2 separate regions of the Columba livia genome follow, and region 1 is linked to region 2. The links are chromatin contacts, called in public Hi-C maps. All regions are on one chromosome and are shown on one strand. The core of a region is the stretch at or near the end of the contact, and the rest is flanking DNA. Distances in the headings are between cores, read along the strand shown.

What was found. A called contact is a pair of places that touch in the nucleus more often than the background predicts.
Region 1: a Hi-C map of crop shows a contact between it and region 2, with 2.2 times the contacts expected there. The contact joins the enhancer-like site here to the promoter of ZFP36L2 in region 2. A contact is called at or near these places in 2 of 2 Hi-C or Micro-C datasets (crop and liver).

Annotation. Positions count from the first base shown.
Region 1 is chr3:93,980,422-93,987,760 of bColLiv1.pat.W.v2, forward strand. No RefSeq gene overlaps it. Among named protein-coding and RNA genes, the nearest start is that of ZFP36L2, 250 kb to the left of the region's middle. Within about 2 kb of position 3,395, at least 2 of the 3 cell types and tissues checked have an H3K27ac peak away from gene starts, as active enhancers do.
Region 2 is chr3:93,732,680-93,740,117 of bColLiv1.pat.W.v2, forward strand. ZFP36L2 (ZFP36 ring finger protein like 2) reads left to right here and starts at 5,006. Exons shown (of 2, transcript XM_065058304.1): 1 at 5,006-5,289; 2 at 5,958-7,438. The coding sequence starts at 5,239. The coding sequence ends at 7,328. THADA (THADA armadillo repeat containing) reads left to right here. Exons shown (of 38, transcript XM_065058283.1): 38 at 212-1,697. The coding sequence ends at 550.

The sequences.
Region 1 (7,339 bases), core at 2,145-4,644, 250 kb after region 2:
AAAACCAAAGGGTTCTATTGGTGAGAGATTTAATGGCCCACAGTTTGAATTCAGCATTAAATTTTATTGTGAATGGCTCTTTCAGAAAAGAAACAAAATAGATTGCATTTCATAATCTCTGATGTCTCAGGTTTTCTGTTTCTCATGCTGCTTCCTTAATTGGTGTTGATAACCTCAGCCAAATTTCTGGAAAGCTGAGAATGTGTGTCCAGGAAACACTGGAGAATACTTTGTAACAACAGTGACTTTACATGAGCATAAATAACTGGTAATTTAAATATTCCTTACTGTTAAATTGGCATTCTTACACCCAGTACTCTGGAGACAGATTATAAAAATGGGTTGGCTGTCAGTCATGCATGACCCCCTCCCCTTATTTTGGAGCAACTAATAGCACAAGAAAAGATGTTATAGCTGAAGCCTTTGGGGACAGCAGAAGATGCTACAGCTGAAGCCTTTGAGGGGGGAGGAGTACAAGGTTTCTGTTGCAGTCTCTGCTGTAATTGATCGCAGCTGAGAAATGCCATGTGTTAACATCAGAATCCATAGGTTTACATTGGTGGTTACATTTTTTTCCCCCCCTCCTTATCCTAGACCTTAATTTTTCAGACATCCTAAGGTCTGGGCTGATACTTTGCTAATTAGAGTGCAGTCCATGAAAATGAGAAATGGTCTTGCTTCAGTTATAAACCCTGAGGCAAAGGGGAAATTTGATCTCGTGGGGAGTAGAATACCGGTGGCCCCTTGGGCAGAAATGTGTGTGTTGGTGGAGGGGAATGACAGTTCTTACTGCCAGTGTTTGTATTAGTAAACACTGCTGCTTTTTTTTTAATCAGCTTGCTTTTTGACTTTCCCACTTATTAAGATGTCTTTCTGAAAACCACTACCTTCAAACGGAACAAGTTACAAGAATATTTGTAATTATTCCCTCTGAGCTTTTGCACAGCACGGGCAATAACAGCTATTTCTATTAATACAGGGAGTTTCCCCAAGACGGCTATTCATGCCTCTGCACAAATGTTTTTAGAAAGTCCTGCACAGTCCCTTTTTATATTGCAGTAAAAGTTTGTGGTTTAAACCTCTTAGAGGATGCTTATATATAACTAGACTGAAAATCCCCTTACGTGAATGCTCTTAGTGGCCAGACAGGTTCTTCATATTTTTATTGTAAGGTTGAGAAACTAAAATGAGGTGCTATTTGGCAAAGATGCTAGTTAAGAAAAAGGTTTATTAAGTGTTATGCAATCCATTCAGGAGCAATGTTTCCCTAAATGTCTTCTCTAGATCTAGAAGCAAATCTATTCAAACAGCTTATGAAGCCTCATGCTACACAAGTATGACCGCTTAAGTTAAATTCATGAGCTGTTGAACCCAGGTATTACTCTATTTCAGTGGACAATCTAGAGGAAAAAAAAAAACAAACAATAAAACATCTGTTTGTTCTAGATTGGTCCAACTGAGTTTTGTCTCTATTACATCCAAAATAATCCTCAGGAGTAAACTTTAGAAGGTTTTCTGTTAACTTGTGGAATGACTTCTCAAGAGAAAAATCTGATACTAAACCTGGTTCTCCTAACACCTGCTACAAATGGATGTCCCTCTGATTTCAGCAAATGCGATACTGATTTTTCTTTATGATGCAGGAGAATCAGATTTCCTTGTAGATGGAAAAGGCTGTTCTGGTAGTAATGCCAAGAAAGTAAAAAAGGCTCATTTGGGACACAATGAGTCCCAGAAATGTAACTGCAAAACCAGGACTGTGAGAACCTAAGTTCTAGTTGCAGCCTTGATACTGATCATCTCTGGTCTTAGGTGAAAAGGCTCAACCCTTACCCCTTTCACATATTCTGGCTGGCTTGCATAAATTGGCCTTGCCTCTGAGATTAAAATGTACCAAAGGGTTTAAAAGTTTTAAGTAAAATTTGCAAACTAAGTGAAAAAACACTAAATCTGTTTTAGTTTATATATATCTGACCTCCATTTACTTTATTTTTTTCTTTCCCTCTTCTCTCATCCCCTCTTTTTCACCAAATATATTGGCAAAAGGGGTGGGAAGCTGAGTTGAAGCCCTGGGATTGCACCTTGCATTGCTACATCTTTCCTCTGAAGAACTGAAGTTGTCCTGAGATATCTGCAATTCATCTCTTGGGTATATGTCAGTCTGCCCTCTGAAATAAATGCTGTCTGAAGTCACAAAGATCTCAGAAAAACAGGATCACTAGGTCTGTTAGGGCCAGCAATAACAATCTCAGCCAAAAAGCAGTCCAGTTCTGTTCATGTTTGATCCCACATCAGCTTGCCTCTTTGGGCTGTATGTAGTTAGCTTTTATCCTGCCTCCTTATTGGACATGAGTGACAGATGCAGTTTTAGATGGCACCACCAGATCCTACGGTAATTCCAGATTATCTGAGCAACTTTGTAGAAACACTGTCCTGAAAAACTAAAGTAAGAGTAGAGTTACGTGTGCCGCTGGCAATTGTGTCAGTGGTCAGAGTGGGTGTATCTGTACTCTGGTCTCTGTGCATACCTAAGGAATAAGACTGCCCGAGCTCTGACAGTAGCCTTGCCTATTGACAAGTGCCAGCTGGTTGAAAATATCATTTTCCCAGTATATTCTCAAGATTGGTATTTATTTCTTTTTCGTTCCGTGAACATATTTACAGCATATTAATACAAAGATGATTGCTACCAGATTTTGAAACAACGTACCATTCCAACCAACTTATTTTGCTGAAAATGGCTTTTTCTTAAGTTCCTACTCTTGGTAATTTTAACTTTTCAAGGCGGCTTAATTAGCCTTCCATCACATTAGATTTTACTCTAAGATTGTTCTTTAAGTATTTGGGAGTTCGTTTGGATCGTCACTTGTAAAAATGAGAGATAAGTGAGGCCTTTGAGTCTACTCCAATTTTAATTTTTATATAAGATTTTGAAATGCTCATAGCAGCCAACTCCCGCCTCAGGTTTTCTACTCAACAAAATATTTCTAACATTAAATGCATCCCCTTATCGGCTGTGTGTTGTGGAATCACGCACAGCTTTACTCTTTGCTAGGTAAGTAATTACCATATCAGAATGTTAACTCTGTAAGACATTGAACAGTGATAGAAAGGGCAGTAAAAACATGTATATAGATTTTCACTGAGAATGCCTCACTGGAGGTCTTGGCAGCTTCTCTTGGCCTCTCATAGCAACAGCAGTAAGAGAGATCATTTGGCTCTGACAGCAATATGATCTCATTACGTAGCACCGGAATATAGAGCGAAGAGACAAAACACTCTGTACTAATTTTAGGTTCCATTTGAATCTGTGACCTGTCTTTAAACTTGTTTTCAGAGCATCCTAGTTTGGGGCGAATCTCTTCAATAACATCTGATTTGAACATATCCCCGGCAAACAGCACAGCTTCTTGGTGCTGTTTTGCTTCCTGTTTTGTAGTGGAAGGCTTTTACATTTATTCTGGTACTTTCCTCTTGCTGACTTTTTGCATTAGTATCGGTCAGAGCAGAGCACCATCTAAAGCCTTCCTGTGTGGAGCCACATGTTCAAGCTGCCAGAGTCCAGATGACATTTTAACTGAACACATCTCTACTGTTTTAATCCTATGTGTTGTAAAAAAAAAAAAAAAAGTAGGAATGCACAAGAAGTACACTTTTACAATGCTATTGATTTAAATTAGTAATTTGATTTTATCCTTTTTAATCATCTTAAGTCACTTCTAGACAATCCATACAAAGACAGTGCAGTTATTCTAATTCTGTAGTGTATTTTGTGTTAGTAACGGATGGAAATTCTGGGTCACCTCAATACCAGAGCCATACCCAAAGCTGGTCTAGAACCTCTGTGCCGCTCTGATAGCTCAAAGTGGATTGAGTTCCCTGGCTGGGGATTCCCCTGGCATGGGGGAACCTGCAGCTGGTGCTCTCTCTGCAGAGCTGCCTCCTCCCTGAACACTGAGCTGCAGCTGCACACAGGGGACCAGCCATGAAAACCAGGGGAGCTTTGTGGCTGCTCTGATGCTTACCCAAGAGTTGTACTTTTTTTTTACTCTGTCCGAAGCCTAAATGTATTAGAAACCCTATTTAAAATAATAATAATAATAATAATAATAATAATAAAAAAAAGGGGGTGGAGGGGAAGCAGCCCGCGAATTTTTGACTGCAGTGATCCACAGATGGTTTGGATTACTTGTGTATAATCTGAGCTGTTTGAGTTATATAAGAAATATTTCCCTCTCATGCTCTACAGCATAAGCCAAACATAAAAGCTTAGATTTTCAGAAGGACTTAGGATGTTAGGCACATAAATCCCATCGAATTTTAATGGAATTTAGGGTATTATTTGGTCTCTCTTGAAAAATTAATTCTAAATCTGTGCAGGATTAGAGCAAACTCCCACTGTGAACAAAACTTTTCCAATAACGAACACCTTTTCCTGAAGCTTCTAGCCACTGTTACAGTGTTCAAAATATCACTTCATGCCTGAGGAGTCTGGCAGAAATCTTTTAAAGTTCAGTAGGCTGCACACAGGTCTAATTTACAGCAGCAATTCCTATTGCTCCATGAAACTTTGGACTTGCCTTACATTTAAGTTAACAGAATGAGAATTTATGTAACTATATTAACAGTTGCTTAGGGCAAAGAATACATTAGATAAAGGCTGTAACGGTGGGTTTTACACTTTTATTTTTTGTTTAAATGGTAAATTAGGTGGTTTCTGGCGTTATTTTAATTGACATGCTGTAAGTGGATGCTTTTCGTAGAAAGTTAACATCCTCCCTGTTCATGACAACATTTCAGGCTTTCAAAATCCTTGGAGTTACAATAGCTGTCTTAAGCAATATTGCCAGTATTTCTTCATTCTAAGCCTCTGTTGCCCCACTCAAACAACTGTCAGATGTTCTGTCCTACAGAGTCTGCCTTTGGGCCCCTGCAACTGCGTATGGTCTCCCCTATTGTTTCCTTTCAAGACGGGGCAGTTCAAAGGTAGTATTAAGCATTGTAAAAGTTGGTTGCCAGATATGTCTCAGCTGCAGAAAAGACCTCTCTGTTCCAGGTACTTCTGCAGTTTTCTGTTGCTGTCAGCTATCAGCTTGCACCTCTTCCCCTGTTCCTCTGCTTGCTGAGATTGCTGCATTCCTGTCTCCAAGAGGAGGAATCTCCTGGTGCTATTTGGCTTCCAAACTATTTACACTGAAACATCCTTGTAGAAATGGAAAGAAGCAAAGGTCACATTAACAGCCCTGTGTTAAAGGTCAGCAATACCATGGTAACAGTAGAAATCCATGCAGCTGCCTGCAGAAAAATTGAAACCCTTGCGAATAGGAAATAACCCAAATAAACAGGGAGGTAGATAAAAAGCAATATCTTAGCCCTGAGCCACGCGTCAAGTGGAAACGTAACATTTGAGAGCTTGTTGGGTATTTCCTATGCCTAACTTTGAACTATGTTGCTCAAAACCCAAAAACCGTAGCAAACATTCAGAAAAATAACTGCCTTGTAAATGTTCTGACTCTCAACTTGAGGCTTGCTTTATTTCTTTTTTTTTTTTTTTTTTAACTGCAAGTGTGTAATGCAGCCAAGTGTTGTTTAGGATCCTTCCTGTGCCTTAAAGTGTGACTTTTATGGGTGATGTTATGTTTATGGGTCTTTGTTCATCCTCGGCCTCATGTACCCCACTGCTGCTTCCTCTGAGGCTTTGCCGCCACACCGCAGGGTGTTAATTTCCTGTTTTGAGTCTGTCACAGACAAATTCAGAGCCTCGATTAAAACACAACACACAGATACATGCTGCTGACAAAGGCACTAATAAAACTCTAAAGTTTAAAGGTGGCCCTGGTGTTTCCTCACCCAGCAGCATGGGGACCTTTCACCTCTTGGAGACATGCTGTTTGCAAAGGTTTCTTTTCTTTTTAATTAGGGCTCGCCTGAATGAGTTTTAGCAAGCTGCTCTTGTATTCGATGTGTTTGGTTTATGGATGTATTGACTATAAAACATGCACAGCTCACTTGAGTTGTTTTTTTTTCTTAAAAAAAAGGCAGCCTTATGAAACTTGTAGGAACTGTGAAATAAAAAAAAAAGGCTCAAACAGAAAATGTGTTGGATACAGTAATGTGTCTGGTATGTATGGTCTCTGCAAGACATATGCATGGGCATCTGAATTTCCTGACCTCTTTCTTATCTTGGTCATTGAGCAGAAGGGGGTGGGGAGGTGGAAGCCAGCTTGTCTTGCTTTTGTGCAAATCCTTCCTTTTGCACTCATATCCAGCAGTGCAAAACTTGCAAAAGTCATTGCTTAGGCATGAATTTCTAGGGTTTTTTCCCCATTGGTTCTTCTAGCCCAATTTAAAGTGTCTGAGAACATTTATTTTAGACTGTCCTGTAGAATCACAGATCTAAGAAAAAAAAATCTTTTCTTATTACTCTATACATGTTTTTTCTCCTCTTCAGTTTTTTGTGTTTTTCCCAGCACTGCTGTAAAAGCCCTTGCCCCCTATATAAATACTGCACACACATTTACAAGACTGCATTTTAAATCTGAATTTATCCTAATGGAGGCCTTTCTATTTTCATGCACTGTCGGGACCTTTTTTTTTCCCGTTACCAGTAAAATATTCCTTATTTCTGTGTCCTAATAAATTTTAACATTAAGATGCATATTTGAAATCTTCTTACCTAGTCATTCTGGTGTATGATTACTACTTCTCATGTCTGCTACAGCTACTCAGAAAGCTAAATATCTCATCATAGGGTCCTCTCATAATTGACAGGGAAGCTCTTGAGTTTCTCCACTGATCTTGGAGGTTTTTCTTGCAATGTACCTGAAGTTTAACTAAACTTAGGCTAATCATGTCTGGAGGACTAATTTTATAGTCTGATTTCTTGCAGATGCAGCTGTGCCTTTCTCCATCATATCAAAGGAAATACCAGTTATGTGCTCTTCATAGCCTTGAGATAGAAAGTGTCTTTAGTCTTGTGGCGTCTACCTCTGAGCACCCCTCACTGGTTATCTTTAGGCCTGCCATGTCTTCTTTCCCCTTTGTCCTGCATACCCGATGCTTAGACCTGTCAGAATGCATTTCTTCTTTCCAGTCCTGTACGTACACACCTCAGTAGCACCCTATGAGCCCCATCCTTGCACCCAACTTCCTCTGTCCTCAAAAACAAGTCTCAGTGTGGCTGTGAGGATCCATTCAGGCCTGATGCATGGAGGGGACATCGTGTGAGAGTTCATGTGCTGCAGATGCTGCACATTGCCTTGTGCACATTACTGACTGGTACAGGGTGGAGGAAATTTCTGTCAAACTGCACATTTCCTCTGCCTTTCTGCTGCAATGT
Region 2 (7,438 bases), core at 3,756-6,255:
TGAAGGTATAATTTCTTTCACAAAGTAGGAAACTTTTTAATTGTGTTTTCCCAAACCTTTGAAAAACGATGCATGTGAATGCATATGAAACTTTACCCTTTTTTTCTTTGCTATAAAGAAGCTATTCTGTAACAGCCTCTATTCTCATTATTATCAAGACTGAAAGTCGTTTTCTAATCACTGTTTGTTTTTTTCTTTTCTTTTTGTTAAGGAAGAAGACGATTACCTGTTTGATAAAGGCGAAGTGAATTTTTGGGCAGAGAAGTTGACTCATGTCAGACAACTTAGTAAGCATCTTTTACGGCTTATATCAACAACTCATCTAACTTTACCAGATCAAGGAGAACTTAATCGACTATCAAGAATAGCACTGGACCAAGCCCAGCTTGTTGGACACCTTCTTAGAGCGCTACCTCCTACTCCAGAATTTACCAAAACGGCAGAATTCACAAGATTGTCTATTCAAAATGAGAGAATATCTGTCTGCCTTAAGATATTAGATCTGCTGAAGACTGATGGTACTTGTAAAAATGAAAATCTGGAAAAGTAAATTACTAGAAGTTCATCTGCAGGGAGCTGCACATAATTCACTAGATGGGCAGAGGGACTGAATTCTAGCGATGCTCGAGGAACAAGGGATTGCTATAATGACTCGGTAAAGCGGCAACAAGCTTTTCAGTATTGAGGCTAAAACCACATTTTTAATATATGAGGCCATTATTTTTTCTTTTTTTCTCAAATGTGCTGAGGGAGACTGTTCCTTTTAAATGCATTTGCTAATTTCTTTCAGCTGAGCATGGTTTATTATAGCTACTGTAGGAAGTCAAGCAGCTAAACCTAATATTTTCCATTCATCCAGGTGCAGGCCACCTGTAGTTGTGTTACATTTTTTATCTCAGATTTTTACCTCCTGTGTTTTAATCCTGAGAAAATACTGATTTTTTTAAAAAAATCTCCTTTCAAGATGTAGAATGGTAATTATTTAATATTTTTAAAAATTTTACTTTATTGCTAAGTGTTTCTGAAAAAAAAGAAACAAACCGTGGCTGCTTTGTCCATGACAATTTTTGGACTGCATTTTAAATTTTACTGCATTTTCCTCTGGAGGAAGGCAAGGATTGTCCCTTTGGTGGGAATCTTATTTTGTAGATTAAAACAGCACTAGTTACACTCCTGCATGCCTCTTTCTTTCCTGTAAAACAAGTAACTACTTTTATAAAATTGCTCTAAAGTGAAGAGCGCTGTGTTCCAAGCAGCTGTTCCATTTTGAACAAAATGGTTTCATCTTTACTTTCGAAACACCTTGTTCTGCAAGCAGCCCTGGAAGGTAATTACGGCCCTGCTCAGCACTTAGGCCTATGAGAAGAGATATTGGGAGATGCTGTGATGGGTGCCCAGGTAGAGCAGTTGTGGGGAATATACCAAGTGTTCAACCATTTCACCCTCCAAAATGCAACAGCCGTTGTTGTGCTTTGCAATTTTATTTTTTGTTTGTTTTCCTGGGAACTGAAGTTGGTTTCTGATATGAAAATGAAATGTCGAAAATAAATATTTATGTTATAAGTCCGTTTTGTTCCTTCAGCCCAGGGCTGTGACTTGGCGTTTGGCTGCAGCCAAAACAAAGCTGTGCGGGGGCGGCCGTCCTTAGTTCAGCCTCCCTGGAACAGCGACGTGCCCAATAAACCACTGCTTGCTTGGAGTCTCCGCACCTAATTGTGTATTTTCGCGCAGTGCGCTCGTAAATCTCGATGATGACGATGATGATGCAGGTTAATTAGCAGCTCTTCCCACGGCGGGTGCTCTGCGTGTGGCGGCGCGGGGCCGGCAGGTGGCGCTGCAGCACCGCCGTGCGCGCCGGGCCGGGATTGGACCCCTCAGTGCCAGGGGCCGGTTTTACCTCACTAAGGTCTGGCTTAGCACTGCCGGGGGCTGGTTTAACCTCACCGGGGGCTGGCTTGGCAGTAACAGGGCCTGATTTAGCCTCATCAGAGCCTGGCTGAGCCTCGCCAGGGCAAGGCGTCAGTTTGCCCTGGCTGAGTGCTGTGGTGCCTGATGGCCGATTGCTTCCCACTTCTTGAGTTTAAATAAGAGTCTGCTGTAAATCAGGATATGCTTCTGAGTTAGGCTTAGCGAACATCTGAATGCTGCACGAGACCAAGTCACTAAAAACAAAGCAATAAAAAAAAAATTAAATACTTTTACAGTTTCCAGGATTCAGGGTTACTTATATATGTCATTTACAATGAAACGTGAGGATTTGATAGGCAAAAGGGAAAGATTAGACTCTGAGATGCAAAGATGTCTCACAGAATGCATGTTACCCAGCTTAACAAGCCACACTCTGAGTTAGGCTAAAAATTAGTTTGCATCTGTTTTAAGCTTCTGGGGAAAGAACAGCCCAGATTACGTCTGGAAGCCACTCTTAAAAATAGTCAAGACCTGTGCAATTAATTAACAGCTGCCGGTTTTACCACACCTTGACAACATTTTTGAACTAGTGTGGCAACAGCTTTTACAGTAGAAAACAAACAGGACTTTGTATAGTGTTGAAATTACAGGTCGTGTGACGTTAATCACTGACATGAGCAATGTAAGACTCTGTAGTACTAGACACTGGCAATGGTTTTATTGGATTGACTTTAAAATGTGTATGCCTATATATTCAATGTCAACGAATGGATAAATGCAGATGTGTAATTGCATAGTAGTAGATCCACAGTGACCATAAAACTTAAGTAACTTTGTGAAGCCTTGAGAACCTGGTTAATCAGTAACCCAAATAACTTGAAAACTCAGTCTTCCTTATTGTGGTTTTAGAATGCAACTGAAACCCGCCATCCCGCCTTAGTTTATGGAGAGCAAATAAAAATATATCAGCTCACATACATTTCACCACACACTGCTGGTGAATTGAGTTACTTTATAACTACGCAAGAACCTTTAAACCCTACGCAGCAATTACAGAAGAGGGTTAGCAAAACCTTATACCAGAGCACTGATCTGCCATGCGCTTGATCAAAGTCAGTTTATCAAAGTATTCCTCCAAACGCCGGTGACACGTTGCTCCTTGCATGACTCTCATCATAAGCTGTAACCCTCCCGCAGAGCGGGAGGCGGGAAAGGCAGGAGGAATTTTAAATTTGGGGCTGGCAATCGCTGTGCAGGCGGACGCGGGCACTAGGGGGTGGCAGATCCCCGCGCTGCCGCCGGCCCGTCCCAGCCCCCCCCCCCGGGCCGTGCGGGGCCGCCGGCGGGAGGAGGGACGGGCGGGAAGCGGCTCCGGTTGCGTCCCTCCCAAAAGCGAGCGGGGGACTTGCCCGAGTGAAGTGCCGGGATACGGGAAAGAACGGGGTCGGGGCTTTTTATTGCTCCAGCTCCTCCAGCCCGCGTCTTTTCCGGGAGTTTTTGTTTGTTTTGTTTTTGTTTTTTTTTTTTTTTCTTTCTATTTCTGTTGATAAGCTCAGCCTTAACCTCACAGGCTGGGCTTTCTCCTCCGCGGGTGAGCGCTCAAACGCAGTGCGGGGGGGCTGGGTGCAGAGCCGGGTCCGCGCTGCGCACGGTGCGTCCCGCCTGCTGCCCCCCCGCATCCTCGGGAGGGGAGGAACCAAATGGGAGCGTGAGCCGCACGGCGGCTCGGGGACGAGTGTGAAAACACGACTCGAAGTGCGCTAAACACCAGCCCCCCACCCCCCAAAGTTGCCTTCCTTTGCAAATGTGTTTTCAAAGTGCAGGGTTCCTGCTGACGTGGTCAGATTTGCACCCTCGGGTTTCCAGGGCCTGACATCCCGGCTCGGAAGCTGAAGAGGATCAAACGCCTCTGCTGGCTTTAGCAGCTATAAAACTTTACACGTCCATTTTCCCCCTTCCCATTTGTCCCGGGGCTGAGCAAACGCGGGAAAGGACAAGGGGTGCGGGGCCGCTGCCTGCGCCGCCTTTCCTACGTCGTGTTTGCGCAGCCTTATCGGCGCGGGAGGGGGGAGGGCGAAGGGGGGTGTTTTGCACGGCGGCTCCTGGCCCGCCCTGGACTACAGCCCGCTCCCGGGACGGGGCCCCGCCGGCACGGACCTGCCGCTGCCGCCGCCCTCATCCCGGCGGCGGGGGCAGCCCGGCGGGAGGGCTGCCGGGGCGGCAGCGGGGCGCAGGGAGCGGGGCGGGCAGCCCGCGACGAGGCTGGCGCAGCCCGGCGGGTCACAAGACCTTGGCGGCTGCTGCGCCGCGGTGCGAGGGGTGTTGGGACTGAGCGTGGGAGGGGTGCGGGAGGGGGGCGTGGGGGGATGGGGGCTGCACATCAGCGCGGCCGCTGCGGGGTTAACATCGCTGCCTCTCCGCGTCTGCCCGCCAAGCTCTCCAAACATTAGAAAACGGGAAATAAAAAACAACTCGGACCGCTCAGCGAGGGGGAAGCGGCGGGGCGCGCGTCCCGTGCCCAGCTGCCGTCCCGCCGGTCGCACCGGGGCAGTGCGAGCCCGACCTTTGTTTCAAACCAATTACGTGGCAAAAGTTTATTTTCGGTGGGGCGGGAGAAAAAGGTGTCCCCAGCGCTGCCGCGCCTCTCCCACGGTACTGCGCTCCCGCCTCCGCTCGGCGGCGGCCGCCACCCGCCCTGCGAATGCGCGGGCAACGCCGGCCCGCTCAGGGGCCTGGGGGCGCCGCTATTTGGGGAAAAGGGTGCGAAGACGAGAGCTTCACGGGGGCCGAACACGCAAGGCACTGTGCTACTCTGCCTCGGCCGCTTCCGCGGCCCCTGCCCCGCTCCGTCCCGCCCGCGCTGTCGGCGCACCCGGCTCGGGGATACCGGAGGCTGACGGCGGGCAACACGGCGGCACCGCTGCTCCCCGCCAGCCCCGCAGCGCAGCAACCACCAAACACCGCCGTTGCTGCCGGCCCTCTGCAAAACTTGGCGCGACCCCGCGGGGCGGCCCGGCCAGTCGGGGCGGGCCCGCCGGGCGGAGCGGGGCGGGCGGAGCGGGGCACCGCCCCCGCGGGCCGCGGCCGCGTTTATATGGGGGCGGCGCGGGGCACCGCGGAGTTCCCGCAGTTCGCTCGCTGCTGTGCAGCTGCCGTCGCCGCCTCGGCCCGGCACCCGCCGTCCCGCCCGCTGCGCCGGGAAGGAGACGGGACCATTTCGGATCTCAAGCAAACGGCCCCCTCCTATCTAGTCGTGGCTTTTCCAAACCCTCCGAGGAGCGCGGGATCTTTCGGTCCTTCCTGTATTTCCGATCATTACAGGATCTAGAAATGTCGACGACACTTTTATCTGCCTTCTACGACATTGACTTCTTGTGCAAGGTAGGGAGGAGCGTAGTTCCCCAGGCGCGACCCGGTGCCCCGGGCCGGTGCCGCGGTTTGCAGGACGGCGCTCCCGGCGGCTGGGGCCGGGGGGACGAGTCCTGGCGGGGCGGCAGGCCCACGGCCGCCCGGGACGGAGTGTGCGGCCGGTTCTGCGGGCGGTTCGCTGCCTGACAGCTGGCCGGTTTAAAGCAGCGCGGGTCCTGCTGCAAGGCGGCTGATGCAAGCCTGCGAGACCCGGAGAGGCGTGCTGCACCCTCGCTGCGGGGGCTTCGGGGGTGTTTTTTTGTTTTCTGAAGCTGTAGAGGCGCTGAGCTGCTCTGCAGGCACTCGCACACAACTGCTGCGCTCCCGGGAGCAACTTCATAAAAGTTGCTCATGCAGCAAAGCTTGTAAGGGTGTTTCTCCCCGGCTCTGCCCCGCTCGCCCTGGCATCCCAGTGCTTGCGGCAGACCCGCTTTTGGGGCCGGCCGGGCGGCGCGACACCTGCCTCGACCCCCGTCGTGCGTCCGCAGCGCTCGCCGGCGCCGCGAAGGGGGTGCTGGGCGCCCCCGGGAGCCTTGTCGGTGGGCTGGTGGTCACCGTGCAACACGCTCTCTCTCTCCCGCTCCCTGTCTCCCCCGCCCCCCCCCCCCCGCTCCCCCTCCTCCCATCCCCCGCCCCAACAGACGGAGAAGTCCCTGACCAACCTCAGCAGCATGCTGGACAAGAAGGCCGTGGGGACCCCGGTGGCCCACCCCAGCTCCAGCTTCGCGCCAGGCTTCCTGCGGCGGCACTCGACCAGCAACCTGCCGGCGCTGGCCGGCGGCTCCAAGTTCCCCAGCCCCACCGGCTCCAGCTCTTCCTCCACCTCGTCGTCCTCCTCCTCGTTCGGCAGCCTGAAGGAGACGGGCTCCGGCGGAGGCGGCAGCAGCAGCCCCACACCCCTGCTCAACAAGGAGAACAAGTTCCGGGACCGCTCCTTCAGCGAGAACGGCGAGCGCAGCCAGCACCTCATGCAGCAGCTCCAGCAGCAGCAGGCGGCGGCCGGCAAGGGGGGCGGCTCCGGCGGCGGCGGCGGGGCCCCCATCAACTCGACGCGCTACAAGACGGAGCTGTGCCGCCCCTTCGAGGAGAGCGGCGCCTGCAAGTACGGCGAGAAGTGCCAGTTCGCCCACGGCTTCCACGAGCTGCGCAGCCTCACCCGCCACCCCAAGTACAAGACCGAGCTCTGCCGCACCTTCCACACCATCGGCTTCTGCCCCTACGGCCCGCGCTGCCATTTCATCCACAACGCCGACGAGCGCCGCCCGGCGCCCGGCGGGGGCACAGCCGCCCCCCCCAGCGCCGCCGCGGCGGGGCCGCACCACCACCCGCCCCCGCACCCCGCCGGCAGCACCGGCGACCTCCGCGCCTTCGCCCCCCGCGACCACCCGCTGGGCGGCGGCGGCGGCGGCTTCGGGCACCCGCGCGGCGGCGAGCGGCCCAAGCTGCACCACAGCCTGAGCTTCTCCGGCTTCTCCGCCCACCACCACCACCCCCCGCACCCCCACGGCGCCGCCCCGCCGCCGCCCGGCGGCCGCCTGGACGCCCCCCTGCTGGAGAGCCCCGGCGGGTCGCGCACGCCGCCGCCGCCCGCCTCCGCGTCCTACTGCGAGGAGCTGCTCTCGCCGCCCTGCGCCAACAACGCCTTCGCCTTCTCGGGCCAGGAGCTGGGCAGCCTCATCGCGCCCCTCGCCCTGCACACCCAGAACTTCGCCGCTGCCGCCGCCGCGGCTGCGGCCGCCGCCGCCTATTACCGCTGCCAGCAGCAGCCGCCGCCCGGCGGGGCCTGCCCGCCGCCCCCCGCCTCGCCGCCCTTCAGCTTCCAGCCCCTCCGCCGCCTCTCCGAGTCGCCCGTGTTCGACGCGCCGCCTAGCCCCCCGGACTCCCTCTCCGACCGGGAGAGCTACCTGAGCGGCTCCCTCAGCTCCGGCTCCCTCAGCGGCTCCGAGTCGCCCAGCCTGGACTCGGGCCGCCGCCTGCCCATCTTCAGCCGCCTCTCCATCTCCGACGACTAGGGGGCCGGGGGGCGTCCGGCCGTGCGGCTGCCGAGCAAGTAAGTTAACGAGCGAAGAAAGCGAATCCTCCTCTTTTTATACATCTATCTATCTATATATACATCGAGAGC